Linked DNA regions of Gossypium hirsutum: region 1 is linked to region 2. Evidence: chromatin contacts called from public Hi-C data. All regions are on one chromosome and are shown on one strand. Each heading gives the region's core, a stretch centred on a gene start, on an enhancer-like site or on the middle of the called end of the contact. The rest is flanking DNA. Distances are from core to core; before and after follow the strand shown.

The links. Hi-C and Micro-C count contacts between places; a contact is called where the count stands out from the background.
Region 1: a contact with region 2 is called in a Hi-C map of leaf, with 1.9 times the contacts expected there. The contact joins the promoter of LOC107945452 here to the enhancer-like site in region 2. A contact is called at or near these places in 2 of 34 Hi-C or Micro-C datasets (callus and leaf).

The regions. Positions count from the first base shown.
Region 1 is chrD12:16,055,070-16,058,954 of Gossypium_hirsutum_v2.1, reverse strand. LOC107945452 (asparagine synthetase [glutamine-hydrolyzing] 3) reads right to left here and starts at 2,059. Exons shown (of 14, transcript XM_016879469.2): 1 at 1,700-2,059; 2 at 1,475-1,613; 3 at 980-1,075; 4 at 721-862; 5 at 150-245. The coding sequence starts at 1,779.
Region 2 is chrD12:15,819,470-15,823,314 of Gossypium_hirsutum_v2.1, reverse strand. It overlaps LOC107945444, which reads right to left. Exons shown (of 4, transcript XM_016879460.2): 4 at 1,795-3,845. The coding sequence ends at 1,999. Among protein-coding and RNA genes, the nearest start is that of LOC107945444, 19 kb to the right of the region's middle. Within about 2 kb of position 1,529, at least 6 of the 9 cell types and tissues checked have an H3K27ac peak or open chromatin away from gene starts, as enhancers often do. A contact at or near this core is called in leaf, where this site is marked.

The DNA of each region.
Region 1 (3,885 bases), core at 810-3,309, 240 kb before region 2:
AAAGGCACTGAATGGAACACTGGGAAACAAAAATGAAACTGTAGAATTTGTAGAAGAACATCATATACCATATAAAATTCCAATTCTCCTTAAGAAGTTCTATGATTTATTTTTAAGCAGGTTAGGAATTAACATCCAAAGAAAAGGACCTTGCTTGCTCGAATATATATGCCCTGGAAGGAAAGACATAAATTGTTCACAATCATCACTCAAAGCTTTCATCTCTGAAGCAAACCATACAGAACCTGCAAAGAAAATAGTATTTAATTAGCAGTATGCATCCATAACAAGGTGGAGGGGCTAAATATAAACCAAAACTAGAAATGGAATCAAGGAAAAGAAGCTAAGCCCAAAGCATCACATCCATCCAAACATGAATAAATGCATCAGCACAAGCTATCTCATATTTGCATGTTTCTTAACTATATTTGGCATCAAGATTTCAAAGAAAAAAATCAAAAGAGCAAGGAAAAAGGTTTCTAAGATATTCTCTAGGACAAACATTTTCCTTTTCTGCAAACTTTTAAGGGGATAAACATTTTCGGGATAAGTAGTTGAACCATGTTTAATTTTCTGTCACTCCCTAAGGAAGTGGGACAACCACTGGAGCCAAGACCAGGTTCATGAAACAGACACCTAATTAGCCTAATAACTAACTAGATTCTAGCTATACATTATACATCTGAATAAAACCAGTGTAAAGAAGGAAAAACTGCATACCGTCAAGGCCCCATCCAATATAAAGTGGGGTAATTCCTATAGCATCTCGAGCTGCAATGAAACTTTTGTCACGAGTGTCAAGAAGGACAAATGAGAACATTCCATCCAGCATGTCCACAAAATCTTCTCCATATTCTTCATACTAGAAAAAGAAGTCAAATTGGTACATTAACGAAAATGAGACTTTGAAATGTGAAAACCGCGCAACAAAGGAAAATGCTTTAATAATGGAATAATATCCAACCTCTTAAGAACTTACAAGATGAGCAATTACTTCACAGTCACTTCCAGTTCTAAACTGATGGGAGTTCAGCTTTTCTCTCAATTGCTTATGGTTATATATCTCTCCATTAACCTATAATCATCAACCAAACATGAAAGTAAAACTAAACATCGCATTCTATCAATGATTCCATGTGATGGTCAAATTTGCTACTTATTTTTTCCCTTATTTACAGAGTAAAAAATAATAGGTAATAAATATACGAATGACTGAAATCATACATTTACTTTTCTATGTGAAAATGCAAAACCAATTTAACATAATGCATGCATTTTGTTTTAATTAATATGTAAATATAATCTTAAATTTAATTATTGAACAATATTTTCACTTTTATATCCAAAAACAAACATTTCACGCTAAAAACAAATAGAAAAATATTATAAAACTAAAATAAAAAGATTATTTTATTTTCATGATTATTGTAACAACCATTATCAATGTCTCGACGAAAAAAGAAAGAAAGTATACCGTGACAACAACAGTCTTATCCTCGTTATAAAGGGGCTGATCGCCTGAAGTCGGATCTACAATAGCTAAACGCTGATGAGAAAGGTAACAATTTTGATGGCAATGTAGTCCACTCCAATCAGGACCTCTATGCCTCAATCTACGCTCTCCATTTCAATCAAAATCAACGATCATTTTCATCTAAAATAAAAAAAAAAGTGCTAAAATCTAAATTCTCAAAATCACCTTCGAGACAGTTCAATAATGCGGGAGCGTTTAGCTTGAGAGTTGTCAATGCAGCCAAGGACTGCAAGTATTCCACACATGCTGCAGCCTGGGTTTTGGAATGGAAGGCCCTGTGGAGGCTGCTGAGAGAGGAACCTGAAGTAAAATCGAGTGGATTTTGTGATTTAGATAATGCACCCTATTTCAATCACAGCCGTTGATTTTGACTAGCTTTTTGCTTAGATTCCCCTTTCCGCCATTTACCAAATCCATAGTGTGTTCACAGATATAAATTCTTTATTAGGGTTTTGGAATTTTGAGGAATTTTTTTATTTCATCTTTTTTTTAAATAGATTCTCGATGGTGGTGAGGTCACTCGCTGGTTGGGAAATTGGGATCTTTTTTTAATAGATACTTTTCAAATTATCAGCTGCTACGTAGAGTATTTTCTGTTTGGTGCACTTCAGATCTTCGCCGTCCGAATTTTCGATGAGTGGGTCTCTCTTAAGTTGTAATGTGTAGGATCGTAACCTGGAGCAAGTTCACTACTTTTCTCTTGCTAATAACGTTGTAGACATTCAAATAATAATTTAAAAAAGAAAGCTAATAACGTTGTCAGTCAAATTAAAAATTCAACACCTTGGAAGATTCAAAAATGGAATCTCTCTTTTTGACAAAAATAATTAAAAGCCTTTTTTTTTTTAATTTATCGAAATAGGCGCGGTATTTTATTATTTATCGGAATGGTCCTTTTTCCTGAAAGCGCGTTCACATCAGCGCAATGTCAAGGGACGTGGCAGAAAATCGCATCCCTGAGGGCACGCTTTGCTTACGTGGACGGAAATCGCTCCCTCAAGGCGCGTTTTGTTGCCACGTAAGCGCTCTCTTGGGGACGCGTTTTGCCCGTTTCTCCCCACGTTAGGTTTTGGGTTTTTAGGTTAGGGTTAGGGTTTAAGATTTTTAAGATTTTTAGGGTTTTGGAGAAAAAATTAAATAAATAAGGGATTAAGGTTTAGGGTTTCTTAATTAAATTAATTATAATTTTTTCAAAATTAGATTAGGTTTCGTGTTTATGGATTTTTAAGAAATAATCAATTAAATTAGGGTTTAGGGTTGCGTGGGTAATTAAATTAAAAATTTATTAAGGAAATCGCTCCCACGTGGACGCGCTTTTACTACAGTAGGTCCTGAAAAAATAATTTTGAGTTGACATTTTTGAGCAAATAGTATAAAAACGTTTCAAGCAGTATGCTTTATCAGAAGAATTTCTAAATCGCTCCCACGTGGACACGCTTTTACTACAGTAGGTCCTGAAAAAATAATTTCGAGTTGACGTTTCTCAGCAAATAGTATAAAAAACGCTTGAAACAGGATGATTTATCAGAAGAATTTCTGAAATCGCTCTCACGTGGACGCGCTTTTGCTACAGTAGGTCCTGAAAAAATAATTTCGAGTTGATGTTTCTGAGCAAATAGTATAAAAACGCTTCAAGCAGGATGCTTTATCAGAAGAATTTCTGAAATCGCTCCCACGTGGACGCGTTTTTGCTACAGTAGCATGTTTGGGCTGAGGCTATAAATGAGGCAAAAAATGTTCTCAGATTGCATAAGTTACAGTAAAAACAATTTAGAGAGGCTAAGAAGGTTAGAAATTAAAGATGAGTGAACGTATTAGTATTGTTATTTACTATGATGGTGAGGTTTGCCACACCGAGAACGGTGTTGTTTTTTATCAGAGAATACAGTGCGACTGGTTTTTAACCAGAACATAGATTTGACAGAACTTCATAAAAGAATTAAGCGTAAAATTTTCGGAACGACGCCAATGAAAGTTTTGTCTATTACGTATCGATTTTGTTCTTCTGTTGATCCGGTGACATATGACTCGTTTGACATAAAAGGTGCTCGTAACTTGGAGGCAATGGTGCAGACTCATTTTGCTAGTGGAACACCTTATATTGAGTTATATGTACAATTTACATCACCAAATGATGTACTTGCGACTGGTTTTCGAGAGGTATACACGACCCCTGGTCGACACTCGGTTAGCGAGTTACAAAACACGGAACAGCCCATGTTTGGTAGCGGTGTGGAATGCACATCCCCTGTAAGGCACTCTGTCGGTGGATGGGACATGTACGTCGGTGGCTCGATGTTTGATGCTGGAAATATGTACTAGGGAATGGCATCAAGTTCTAGTGGTTGGCA
Region 2 (3,845 bases), core at 280-2,779:
GAGACATCCAGTTGTACTTTGATAGCTGAGTTTGGATTTGAGTCTTGATTTTGAATTGGACCTCGAATAACCTTGAGACATGTTAGTTGGGTCCTTGAACATCTATTACATATGCTTATAATTATGAGTTGTGATTGTTTCCAAATTATGATAAATATATGTTATTTAGTTAGGAAATGTTTCAAGTAAGTGGCTCCTACAATCTGATGTAGTTGTTAAAAAAAAAAACTAGTTTGAAAACAGTTTTTTGCCACAGCGAAAAATTACAATTTTGAAACATGAGTCAGTTTATGATATTTATAGCAATAAAGTTTTCCCGAAAAATACCCATGCTTTGTGCGAGATGGATCCTAGACATTTTTAACTTTCAACCGAATGACCTTCTCCACCATTCTCATACCACAAATCACTTCGGGTGTGGGCTCGAACAATCACAAATCAAACACAGAACTAGAAACAATTTCTTACTTTCAATAGAAAAATAATTCTCTCTCAATAGAAACCAGTAGAACTGTTATTCCCAGAAAATTGAATTTATACTTAGAAAATAAATTATCACTATTTTCGGGCAGAATAACAATATCTCAAAGTTGTCTTTTTATCTCTACTAGTGTGATCTTTTTATAAGGAGAGATAGAAGAAGTCTGGTTGAATTGGTAGAACACAAATAAAACTTATTTGATAGGAAACTAGTTTCCTAGTTTAACTAGGAGAAGAGTTTGGGGTCTCACTTATATTGAGTCAAATTATATATGCTTTCTGGACTTTTAACCCAACAATTTATAATTTAATCCAAATCAATATCTGTTTTTATTTTCTTAAATAATTATTATTTATTAAATTGATTTAAATTAATTAATTTTTCAATTAAATAATTTTCTCAACCCAATTCTAATTTCGTTAAAGTAATGACAATTTTACCATAAAAGAATATGTGATAAAAATATATTTAATTTTTCATATTCAACGGATTCATAATGACCAATTAATTTAATTCTATTTTTAAATTTTAATTATTTAATTAAATAATAATTTGAAAAACTTAAATTAATTCTCAAAGTCATTTGTATGCTTAGTGAAAAAACACATTCCTTTCCGAATGTAACCCATTTATCTAACTTTATCATTTCCATCCATTTTCATTTCTTTTGTTCTTTATACAATTAGTTTCTGATTTCAATGAACTATTAGAGGGACTGATTAGACATGAATAATTAAGGATCATATATTTTATAATTAGGTTCCAACCTTTTTTCTATTAATAATAAATTTATTTACTCACGAAATCATTCTAGCATAATATCTTGACCAACTCTTCTTAATTACATATCATTATGAATTTTACTCGATCAGTAATCATCCAATTATGTTTTGAACTTACTTTGCAAATTCAACCAATTTGTCTCATACCTTTTGTCTCTCGCTTACCATAGGACGGCTATAGACGCATGATGACCTAAAACACCGTCTAAGCTCATCCACACAAAAAAGGGAAATATTAGTATCAACATAGAAAAATCATTATTACAAGATAAAGGGGATTTCCACATTACATGGTACCTCCACTTTTCCCCATGCAGTCTGTACCCACAGCACCTAGAAAACCCATCATAAGTCTAATTTTTTCTTACAAAAACTAACATTATCTTAGCCTCCATTAGATAACTTATCAGTACTTTTACGGGTCATTATTACGCAATGATGATGGGGGCGAACCTAGGCCCCTAACAACAGGGCATACGGGATTGTTTGTGCTCACTACTTAAAATACAGTTGGTTGTGATGAATTAATCCTTGCCTCTTAAAAGTAATGAATTAATTCGCTCTCACGTGTCTGAGTTTTAACAACAGGAATAATATTGACAATATATAGCTTTTGCCAGGCCATTTAAAAAATAAAATAAAATAAATTGAATCTCAACCAAGGATAGTTACAAAAGAGGAAAAACAAAACAAAACGTTTCCTTAGAACTCCGGTCCTCCAGCATGAAATGGAAATTAAGTACCACCTCCAGAGGTCCCTGAAGACTCGGCCACATTTTTCAGTCTCAATGTCATGGCAACTTCTTCGATCATTTTACCTCTATCAGCTGACCCAGATCCGTCCACGGCTCTGTTAAGCCTTTTCACCCAAATATCATAATCAACAGGGTATGGTGTTCCACAAAGGCTATCCACATAATCACTAAAGGCCTTAAGTAAAGGCGAAACTTCACCAAGATGCTGCTGAATCGATCGTGTTGCCCAGCTTTTCTCCCTCCATTGCAAAGCTGATTCAATAGAATCCTGTGGATGCATTCTGCCCCCTGTCACAAAGAATAGGAGGTACACAAGGCTCTCAGCATCAGATGCAGGACAGAGTTTACCATGCTGAAGTGCATGAGAGGACGAGAACTGCAAATTTATTGCTGGGCTGTCCCTGTCTTCCAGAACTGCACGCCCCCAAGAAACTGGGATATACAGAACTTTGTGTCTAGTACCTTGCATGTTGAAAACACGGATTATATTTTCAGGGGAAATATCACCATGCTGAACACTGGCCGTTGCTGCACTTCTTAGAGCAACTAGGCAGTCCCGGCAGCAGCGTAATGCATCATCAGAGGAAAATGGGCCGTCCCTAGCAACTATATATGAAAGTGGTTCGCCAACTGGTAACGTGACAAGAATTGGAGTTCCGCACCAAGGATGATCGCATCGCCCACTAGGAGTCTGCTTTTTGCAAGGACCAGGATGCAAAATTCGGCCAGAGGCAATTACTTCAGGTAAATATTTGCTTGAAACCCCTTGATGCTTCAATATGTTTAGTACCTTTGTTTGTCTTTGTACTTGATACCACAGACTCATATCCTCCCAAGAGGGCTCGAGTCTGGATGGATGGGCACCAACATACAATGTTAACAACTGTGTGGGGTAATCTAGAGAAATAGCACCATAGAGAAAATAGTTGCCTCCTATGAAGGACTCCTGTATCTGGAAACTTTTCTGGCCCTGTTGTTGATCCTCCAAGAGCAATATTTCTCCCTGCCTAAGCTTCAAGTGTGATGTATTTTTTACCAGGGGATTATCACTGTGATCAAGTTCAACAATCTCTCCATGTTGGTAGCCATCCTGTTGATAAGGTATTTTGGCATTTTCATTCTCAGCTAGGCGGCATTCTATTCTACGCTTCTGAAGACGAAGGCTATGAGCTGAGGCCAATGAGGATATTGACTTTCTTGGTGGTCCATTACACTGGACAATGGAATAGAAAGCAGCTAACAATACTTGAAGAGTCCCAAGATCTCCCCAATTTGCATTTCCAAGCCTATTCCATATTGTCTCTACTGATGAGAGGAGGACTTCAGCATGACATTTTATCCAATGGGCCACAGACTGGTACGGATCACCTGTGTTCAATTCTAGTTTACTAAGATCACCTCCAAGTTTTATCACTGCACCAAATTTAGAATCAAAAACCATAATAAAAACAGAATCATCGCTGATGGTTCTGGACTTGCTCAGACACCTAGAAATAAGTATGTGAACACCATAAAAGAGGGCTTCACATATGGTGCTGACGGACAATTTTAACTCATTTCCTGAGAGTATGTTTTGTCTAAATAAGACTAACTCCACTACTTGGTTCCAATGAACTTTTAGATTATTCCCATTTTTAGATATTAAAGCTAAACCGCGTAGCTCTTCTAACCTTCCTCTTGATATTGCTTTCTCAATAGCATAAAACTTAGATCCAGGATGATGGAAACAACATAGAGAGAATGGCAGTGGTCCACTTTTACGCCAAAATGTACGCCACAGACCATTTACAATAACATGAAGAAAGTCTTCCAAAGCATGATACCCAT